Regions from separate parts of the Sus scrofa genome. Here region 1 is linked to region 2. Evidence: chromatin contacts called from public promoter capture Hi-C data. All regions are on one chromosome and are shown on one strand. The core of a region is the stretch at or near the end of the contact, and the rest is flanking DNA. Distances in the headings are between cores, read along the strand shown.

Region 1 (4,898 bases), core at 1,405-3,904, 1.7 Mb after region 2:
GGTGCCAGAGACACGGGACCCAGGCATCTGGCCCCCAGAAGGGACCAACTGGGATTTAAAAAAAAAAAAAGGATGGGTCCCAGCTGAACCGGTAACCAAACACACAGCTGCTTTAGGAGCCAGCACTCCCCGGTCTCCCACTCAAACAGGCCTGCGTGTTCCCCATTCTGTCCATTCCACATCTCCACCCGAAACACGCACCCACTCCTTTCTGGCCCAATACGCCTTCACCAGTGTCGCCTCCTCCTAGACTCCCTTGGCCCATCTGTGCCTCCCTCTCCTAGACCCACAGGGCTCTGTTCTTTGGGGCCCTTGGGCCAAATGGAGATCAACAAATGGCTGCTGGATGCACAACGGCAGCGGGCCAGCCCCCTAAGCCCCTCCCCCGAACCCCCGCACCTGCACACTCAAAGAGCAGTTCCCCATCGCTGAGCCGCCACACGAAGGCTTTGTCATCCTCGCCCCCTGTCACTGCCAAGGTGTTGGTCTTGGGGTCCAGGCTCACGCAAAACACAGATGCTGTCCCAAGAGATACTCCATGAGTAAGGGGACTGGACTCCCACCTAGGGTTCTGTCCTCTGGGACCTTTGGGAAGCCACCCCCTTCCACCCAGAGCAACACGTCTTTCCTCCTGGAAAAGAAGGGTGCCTCCAAGTTCTTCTCAGCTTCAGGCCTCAGGTTGTTGGAGAAATCCCTCCCCAAGCTTGCCAAACTTGCCAGTCCTCCAGGGCAGAACCCTCCTCTGCTCCCTTGACCACCCCACACTGAGGCCATGGACAAGAGGAGGGTACGTGTCCTGGGCTTACATTTCTCAGCATGGGATGCCACCAAGCTAGGGACTGCGTGAGGAGGGCACTGTGTCACCAATTCCTCACTGAGAACCCCCTAGTGTTGAGGTTCCCATCGTGGCTCCATGGTTAACAAACCCAATTAGTATCCATGAGGTTGAAGGTTTGATCCTTGGCCTTGCTCAGTGGGTTAAGGATCCAGAGTTGCCATGAGCTGTGATGTAGATCGCAACACAGCTCAGATCCCACGTTGCTGTGGCTGCGGGGTAGGACGGAGGCTACAGCTCCGATTCGACCCCTGGCCTTGGAACTTCCCTATGCCGTGGACAAGGCCCTAAGAAGCAAAAAAAAAAAAAAAAAAAAAAAAAAAAAGAGAGAGCTAATGTTTTAAGAGGACTACCAAAAACATGCTCCAAAAGGTACTATTACCTCTAATTCACACTAAAGTAACTTTCACCAATGACAACTGTCGAAAAAAGAAACTAAAACGCAGCGGTGTTGATAAAGATCATACACAGGCAAGCAACAGGGATAGGATTTGAACCCAAGTGTCTCAACTGACTCCAAGAGCCAAGCTCTCCTCCATGCCATCGCACTGCCCCCCTACCCGTGAGCTCCTCCAGGGCAGGGCCAGCATTTTCCCACCTCTGTGTCCCTCATAACGTGCCCTACACAGGGGACGCCTGATGCTCAAGTGCCCACCTGGACCGAGTTTATGACGGACCTCCTCAGGCACCTACCTGAGTGCAATGCAAAGGTGACCTCGCTATCGTCTGGGCCCTCCATGCTGCCGACCACCCCTTCCTGGGGTTCCAGAACCCAGCCCTCCTCATTGCCCTCTTCTTCTTCCTCTTCCTCAAAGTCCACATCTTCCATCTCCTGAGCCAGGTCGTCTGCTTTGGGGAGAGGGTTAAAAGACGAGGCTCGACAGGCGGTAAGTGGGATGCGAAGCGTGGGGAGGCCCGAGGCTGGGGTGGGTCATGTGGCAAGAGAGCAAGGTGAGGTCAGACAGAAGGGGTGAAGAGGCGGCAGGGAGGAGGGGGGGCGTGTGGGACGGAGGACAGGAGAGGTCTGAGGACCTGGGGTTGGCCAGCGACCGTGTGGGAAGGGAGGACCGAGGGGATGATGGGAAGGGGGTGTGTGAGGGGAAGGGCCAGAGGAGGCGTCAGGGGAACCCCCACCCCGGCCAGGCCTGAGAACTAAGTGTGGGGTTGGGGGAGAGAGGAAGGGCGAAGGAGGTCAGTGGGACTGACCGGTGGGGTGGGGGGAGAAGGGGAGGGAGGGGAAGCAAGGGTCAAAGGCCAGGGGTGAGCGCCTCCTGTCCCATGGCCTGAGGATCAGCAGCTCTCACCCGGGTCCGGCGGACCGGGATCCAGTTCTACCACCTCGATAATCTCTTCATCACCATGGAAGCTTAGGGTCTCCAGTGGGGGGTGTCAGCGGCAGCCCCGCTTTCCGATTCAGACTCCATGCGGCGCAAGCGGCGGATCCACTTCTCTGGGCCCAAACGCCTCCCAGAGTCAGCTCTGCGCGACGACGCGGAACTCGAGCCCCTCCTCCCGGGAGGAAGTAGGAGTAGGCGACCACCCGGCAGAGAGAGCGACGGCCTCTCGACCAATAGCGAAGGGGGTGGACTCGCTGAACCACCAATCACAGGGCAGAGTTGGGAGAAGAGCCCGGGGCGTGGTCGGGGGAACCCAAACTCCGCCCGGCCTGACTCCGCCCCCAACAGGAGAGAAACAAGCGAGCGTGCGCGCCTCCGGGGTCTCCTGGGAAGAGTAGTTCTCCTGGGTCCGCTCCGCAGGCTTCTGGGAAATGTAGTTTCTGATCTGTAGGACAGACGGAAGGAGCGGGGGAGGCCCCTTACGCAAACTACAATTCCCGGCGGGGAGCGCGGTGAAGGGGGGTGGGATCTGAACATGGCGGCGGTGGTAGCTGCTACGGCGCTGAAGGGCCGGGGGGCGAGAAATGCCCGCGTCCTCCGGGGTAAGGAGAGGGACCCTGGGGAGGGTAGGACTGCAGGGGATCCCTTTTTTTTCACATCTCGCTCAGTGATAGCGGAAGGTCAGGGTGTTGTTTGCTGCCTGCACCCCTCTGCAGGATCTTAAAGAGTCAGGGGGCTAAAAGATGCTGTCTAGAGGTCACCCACTCCATCCCCTCAGCCTTCCGGTTACACCGTAACTCTGGAGTCTTGGAGCGAAAGGGAGCCCCGAGGAAGCCTTCTAGACTCCCGCGTTCTAGATGTTTCACACTCACCGCAGTGCAGAGGAAAGAGCCCTGGGCTTCTGAAGGCTTGGGTTCTAGCCACGGATAATTAGCAGTTTGACCTTGGGCGAAGCAGTTCGTCTCTCGGGGCGTCAGTTTCCTCTTCTATAAAATGAGGGGATGGAGTAGACTACCTTTACGCTCCCTTCCAGTACTAACATTCTGCAGTTTGGAAACCTTTTCTCGGATTTCCTTCATACGCCTCTTGTGAGCCCCACTGCAGTCCTTCACATCCTGCCGTCTGAAATGAAGAACAGCGAAGCTCGCTCTCCTGGCACCGGGGTGATGAGCCCGCAGTGACGTGGAAGTGGCTTTCAAAGGTGCCACCTCGATGGCAATTTTCCCATTTCCCTCTGGACTCTCCCTGGCACTTGTTACTCCAGACCGCAGTCACTCCCCTTCCTCAGATCACAACCACTCCTCCCCGGGATTCCTTCTCATCCTCTCTCACTGACTTTCCTTGCCTCCATCCACAGGGATTCTCTCAGGAGCCACAGCTAACAAGGCTTCCCAGAACAGGACCCGGGCACTGCAAAGCCAGAGCTCCCCAGAGTGCAAGGAGGAGCCTGAACCCCTACCCCCTGAGCTGGAATACATTCCCAGAAAGAGGGGCAAGAACCCCATGAAAGCTGTGGGACTAGCCTGGTGAGTTTTAACCCTTTGCCCACCAATGGGGAGTGGCACCAGGGGAGGGTGGGACCCAGAAACTTCTCCAAGTTTCAGGTGGTGAGCTGAATCCAAGGTTGTGGAGACAGAATTGCTGGATGTGAGCATGGGCCTCTCAGAGGACTGGGGCAGGGGAGGTGGGAAAGTATGTGGAATTGGAGAGACAAGTAGGTTTTGTGTGGCGTAAATTGAGCTAATTTGATTGAGATTTGGGTCCCTGGCCTCATCCTCTCTTTGGGGAGCTTGGGGTGAGAGCCAGTTGAGCTCTTTGAGAAAATCGAACTCCCACGAGATTATGTTAGTTGTATAGTAGCAGCACCTACAAGGTGTTCAGTGCATTGTTATTTGGATCTGACGCTGATTTTAGTACGTATTATTGACTAATGTTAAAAGAAAAGGAGGGGGAAATTAACATTTTTTCCAGCACCTGAGGTGTGCCAATACTTTACAGTGTAATGTTTTAGTCTTTCCAAAATAAGTGTGACATCCCCATTTCACAGATGAGGGAACTGAGGCTCAGAGCTGGATTCTCACCAGATCTTGTGACTCCTTGCCTTTAACCTGCACAGAAGTACCTCCCACGTAGCGGTTACTCAGGTTAAAAATGGGAGTCTGGGAGCGGGTGTGGGGCGGTTCAGGCAGAGGGAATCTTTGCCAAGACCTGGAGAGGGGAAGAGGATGGGCTACCTGAGGAACCCTACACAGTCCCGAGGGCAGGGTGGCAGGGCTTATGCTGGGGAGTGTCAGGCTCAAGAGGAGAGAAATGACAAGGTAGACAGAGACCCAGCCACATTAGGCCTTTTGTGCTATGCCTAGGAATGCGAATTTGGCCAGGAAGTGATGGAGAGCTGTTAATAGGGTTTTGAGCAGGGCAGTGGTAGGATCCGAATCAAGCGGGGCCCTCCAGCAGCCAGCACAGAGGCTGAGTAGACACATGTGATATATTGCAGTGTTTGTGCAAGCTGAGGATTCTCCCCAGCTCCTCTGGCTCAGGCTTGGCCCCTCCCCCAATCCCATGCACATCTCCCCACCCCTAGGGCCATCGGCTTCCCCTGTGGTATCCTCCTCTTCATCCTCACCAAGCGGGAAGTGGACAAGGACCGTTTGAAGCAGATGAAGGCTCGGCAGAACATGCGGGCATCCAACACGGGCGAGTATGAGAGTCAGAGGTTCAGGGCC
Region 2 (4,533 bases), core at 1,094-3,593:
CCCTTCCCATAGGGCTGTCAAGCCCTCTCTAGGGGATCAGAAATGGAGGGAAGAGGGAAGCCCAATGCCTGCATCATTAGCAGGTAAGCTCCCAGGAGAGGATTGCAGTGTACCCAGACACACTGTCAGGCAAGGGCAAGCAGGCTACAACTATCTGTACATTTAATTAGCATCAGAGTCATGCAGTGGGGCTGGGGTTCCCAGTTCCAGCCCAGCTTCTGCCTGGACTGCTATGTCAGGCTCAGATGATTCCACTGGGTGTGTTTTAACACACACAAAGGTGTCCCTGAACTAGCAGCTGATATGGCCTCTATTTCCTCATCTACAAAACTTCTAGCTTTAAAATTTGACATATCAATATGTCTGCGAATCATCTTTCTATCAGTACATATTTGTTTGCTGCTCATTGATACAAAAGGAATGGACTATTTTTATGGTTTTTAGATAAAATATAGGACCCCAGTTAAATTTAAATTTCGGAAAAACAATACTTTTAAAAAATAAGTATGTCTCATGTAACATTGGGGACAAATATCTGGGACATTTGCTAAATGTGACAAGATTCAGATTCTATCCTTTGAATCTTGTAATCTTTTGGAGGAACAGGAATTTGATCTTATTCATCTCTGGAATCCCTTACAATTGTGTCTGCCTTATTTTTGGATTTCACAAATGGAATCTTATTGGATATTTTTGAAGGAAAAATTACTTCTAATTTTGGTAAATAAAGGCATTTATGACGGGCATCACTTTACTAAAAAAAAGCCAGGAGTTCCTGCTGTGGTGCAACAGGATCAGCAGAGTTTACGAGCACTGATAGGTAAGGATTTTTTTAATAGATCAAAATATACCCATTGCTGTGCTTTGTTTTTCCTAATAGTATGTCTTGGCTGTTTTTCCAAATCCTTAAGTAGAGCTCTACCTCTTTGTTTAAAAACAAAGTGAGTTAAAAACAAAGACAATCATGTTTAAAAACAGATAGCAACACTCACGTGTACCCTGATGATAGGAAATATTATATATTTAAAATTTTTTATTATAATTGATTTACAATACTCTGTCAATTCCTGCTGTACAGCAAAGTGACCCAGTTATATATACATATATTATAAAAAGGATATATATATGTGTGTGTGTAGATATATATAGATATATATATTCTTTTTCTCACATTATCCTCTATCATGTGCCATCACAGGTGACTGAATAGAGTTCCCTGTACTACACAGCAGGATCTCATTGCTTATCCACTCCAAATGTGATAGTTGCATCTACTAACCCCAAACTTCCAGTCCATCCCATTCCCTCCCCCTCCCCAGGGAAATATTATATTTACCACCAATATTTAATAGTGAGTTGATTATGGAATGGAGAGGTGCTGGTGCTCAGAAACGGGGTAGACTGGTTCTGAGAGTGTCAGCCTAATACTTTTCTCTCAAGAGTATGGGCTTCGGAATCAGAAACACAAATAGCCTAACAAGGCTTTGAAAAAGTTAACTGCTCAGGTTTCCTTTCTGTAAAAGAGGATTTGAATAGTGCGTGTTCCATCAGGTTGCAGTGAGGATTAAATGAGATGATTCACATTAGATGTTCAGCACAATGGCTGATGATGGCAATGATGATGACGATATGACAATGACGACAATGTTAATTCTCTTTTTGTCCAGGAAGGTCAGGTCAGGATTGGAACAGCGGGTGGAGCTTAAACTGCAAGGTTATCAGTATCAGGAATGGATGCCCCAAGAAATATATTTTTTAAGAGCTACCAAATCCATCTGCCCGCCTGGGAAGCCCTTTGGAGACAACTCTGACATAGACACTCCAGTTTGGATACCTCAACAACCCAGGCTTTCAGAATCCGGGTACTTGCTAAAACTTTTGAGGGAGCCGAGGACTACACTTCCCAGGGTGCATCATTTCCCCCCCTCCCGCCCACGACGTTGCGTCTCGCCAGGCTCCAGGTTTAAACTACGAATCCCTGCAGCACAGCTCGGGTTTCCCGTCTCATGACTCACTCTTTGAAGCGTAAGTGGGGGCCGCCTTGCCCCCTGGGAAGTGTAGTTCCTCGGTGAGCGACTCCATCACCCCGACCACCTCCCAGGCCCGATTGCTGAAATAAGGCGAGCGAACTCGCAGCGCTCGAGAACCCGCGCCTAACAGTCCACTCGGAAGAGAGGCTCGGGAGGGCTCTGGAGACGCACCTAGCTTCGGGGTCGGCCGCGAATGTGGTTCGCATTATAGGCCTCACCGGGTGAGACGGTTAAACTGGGAGGTAGGTGGCGGAGGCGGACGAGACCAAATGCTTCCCTGCAGCAGGGAGTGGGCCGACCGGAAGGGTGAATCCAAGTGAAGGTGATAAGAGTGGCAGTGGCGTCCCCCCAGACCGGGTGGAACACAGGTCCCAGCAAAAAGAAGAGGGGCGTCCATGCGGTGGGATGGCTTTATGGTTTAGGGCTGATCAAGGGACTTCATCATCCCATGGCCTCGCCTCCCCTGGCTAGTGGAGGCAGCGCACCGGGCCTTGGACCTGGAGCATTTGGGGGCGCCGAAGCGCCCTGCTTGTAAAGTTAGGCAGGAATGTTTTACCCCGGGAGCCTGAGAACTTCAGCCGGGCCAGGGACAAAGCCTTTCCCTAACCGCTTGTTAATTGCTGGTGGTTGGAGGAAGTGGAAGGTGTCGGGATTTGGGGGTTCTGGTCAAAGAGGGTCCTAGCAGAAAGGAAACCTTTTTACCCCAGGCTCCTCTCAGGGCTCCTCCTCCCCCATGTCACTGTTGTAAACATTATGTGGCGTTACATTGAATGGAGACTGTTTCTTCTGAACCAAGCCAGAGAAATTTGGTGTCCAGCGCTCTGGGTCTAGAAATATTGCAGAAGTGGCTCAGCTCATGGAAAAATGACCTAAGAAAATTAATTGGAAAAAAAAAATCAGGGTACAAAACAGAACATATGTAATGATCATATTTTGTAGTAAATTCATCTACCTCCCAAATACATGGCGTGTAACTATGGCTATGAATAGAAAAAATTCAGAATTATACTATAAACTATGAACAGTGATTATTGATAGATGGTGAGATTGCAAATTAGTTTTACTCTATTCTTTACATCTTTTTGTAACATTCGAATTTGTACAATGAGAATATATTTTTTTTCCTTCTTATTTTTCCAAAAGAGTTACTCAATTGCTCCATGGCAGTGAGTTTTAGACAGCAGGCACTAAAGCTTGCACTTGACTAGTTGCAGGCTGATTTGCCAGGAATGGTATAAGGATTGAATTTGAGGGTTGAATTTTAGGGTACAGTCTCTGTGATGCTAATGCTTTTTTCCTTCTTCCAGGTTGGCAAGAGGCTATTTTAGCAAGCATCACGCCATGGTATGTGGTTGTTTTGGTCTATGTCTGTCCAATCCAATATCCTTTCTAGTTTGAAATGTCACCTTTCTCATTATTTGATGGATTTAGGTTGCATTGCATAACTTTCTTGGGATCCGATAACTCATGTTGACTAGTGGATGAGAGGGAGAAAAATATTGCTGTTGAACTACCTTTTCAGCTTTGGATTTGATGACCTTGCTTTTTGCCTTTTTGTCAGGATCATGGGTTTTGGCATATGCTATATACTGTCCGTGTGTGTGTGTGTGTGTGTGTGTGTATGTTTAATTATAAAAGAAACTTTAATATTTCCTTTGGTTGTACTCCTTGTACATTTCGTGCGACAAAAGCTTGTTAAAATCGAGGTAACAAATAAATACATTTAATGTTTATTTCATTACTGTTTTTCCTTCCTCAGGTTTTGCCAAGTTTCTGATAGAAAATTGACATTCCTGTGCCAGCATTTCCCTGTTAAAATGTCCTTGCCTCTTACAGAGGAGCAGAGGAAAAAAATTGAGGAGAATCGGCAAAAGGCTCTGGCCCGTAGAGCTGAGAAATTAGCAGGACAGCATCAGAACACAGGCTCTGGCTCCTCCATTGCTGCCACATCTTCCCAGTCCAAGCAGGGCCCTTTCCAAAACCTCCCCCAGGATCCTTCTAAGTCAGGGAGCCATGGTATCATTTTCAAGCAACAGAATCCCCTGAGTTCAACTAATGGTGACCAGAGACCTCAAAATTCCCCCAGTTTTCAACTCAGTACCTCCGAACAGGCAAAGGGGACATGGAAGAAGGAAGAAGAGGTGCCCACAGCCTGCCTGAGCCACCGCCTACCAAGTCAAATGACTGTCGCTGGGATCTCCCCTCCCTTGGCACACAGTCCTCCAGAGGTCCCCAGCCAACAGCTCTTGGGTTATGCATTAGGTCAAGATCATCCTCAGGCTTCACATGGGACCAAATCAACACCATTTGCTAATACAACTCATGAGCCTTTGGCCGGAGCAAAGAATCCCCAAGAGACAGCAGCTTCCTTGTCTGGACAGCCTCCCAGGGATGCTGTATTGGAGGCAAGATGGCGAGACCCTCTGCCTCAGGGCAGAACGTTGCTGATGTCCATTGTGGCACAGAGAGGATGACGCCCGGGACAGAAGGAAACTCCACCAGA

The links. Promoter capture Hi-C pulls out the DNA fragments that hold promoters and counts their contacts.
Region 1: a promoter capture Hi-C map of liver shows a contact between it and region 2, with 6 times the contacts expected there. The contact joins the promoter of PNKD here to the promoter of SMARCAL1 in region 2. A contact is called at or near these places in 1 of 5 promoter capture datasets (liver) and 1 of 47 Hi-C or Micro-C datasets (heart right ventricle).

Annotation. Positions count from the first base shown.
Region 1 is chr15:120,342,887-120,347,784 of Sscrofa11.1, forward strand. PNKD (probable hydrolase PNKD) reads left to right here and starts at 2,655. Exons shown (of 10, transcript XM_021076195.1): 1 at 2,655-2,774; 2 at 3,530-3,698. The coding sequence starts at 2,708. It overlaps AAMP (angio-associated migratory cell protein), which reads right to left and starts at 2,565. Exons shown (of 12, transcript XM_021076200.1): 1 at 2,226-2,565; 2 at 2,140-2,223; 3 at 1,529-1,681; 4 at 400-519. The coding sequence starts at 2,259.
Region 2 is chr15:118,625,391-118,629,923 of Sscrofa11.1, forward strand. It overlaps SMARCAL1 (SWI/SNF-related matrix-associated actin-dependent regulator of chromatin subfamily A-like protein 1), which reads left to right and starts at 2,344. Exons shown (of 21, transcript XM_021076244.1): 1 at 2,344-2,430; 2 at 3,338-3,374; 3 at 3,790-4,439; 4 at 4,442-4,519; 5 at 4,522-4,533. The coding sequence starts at 3,848.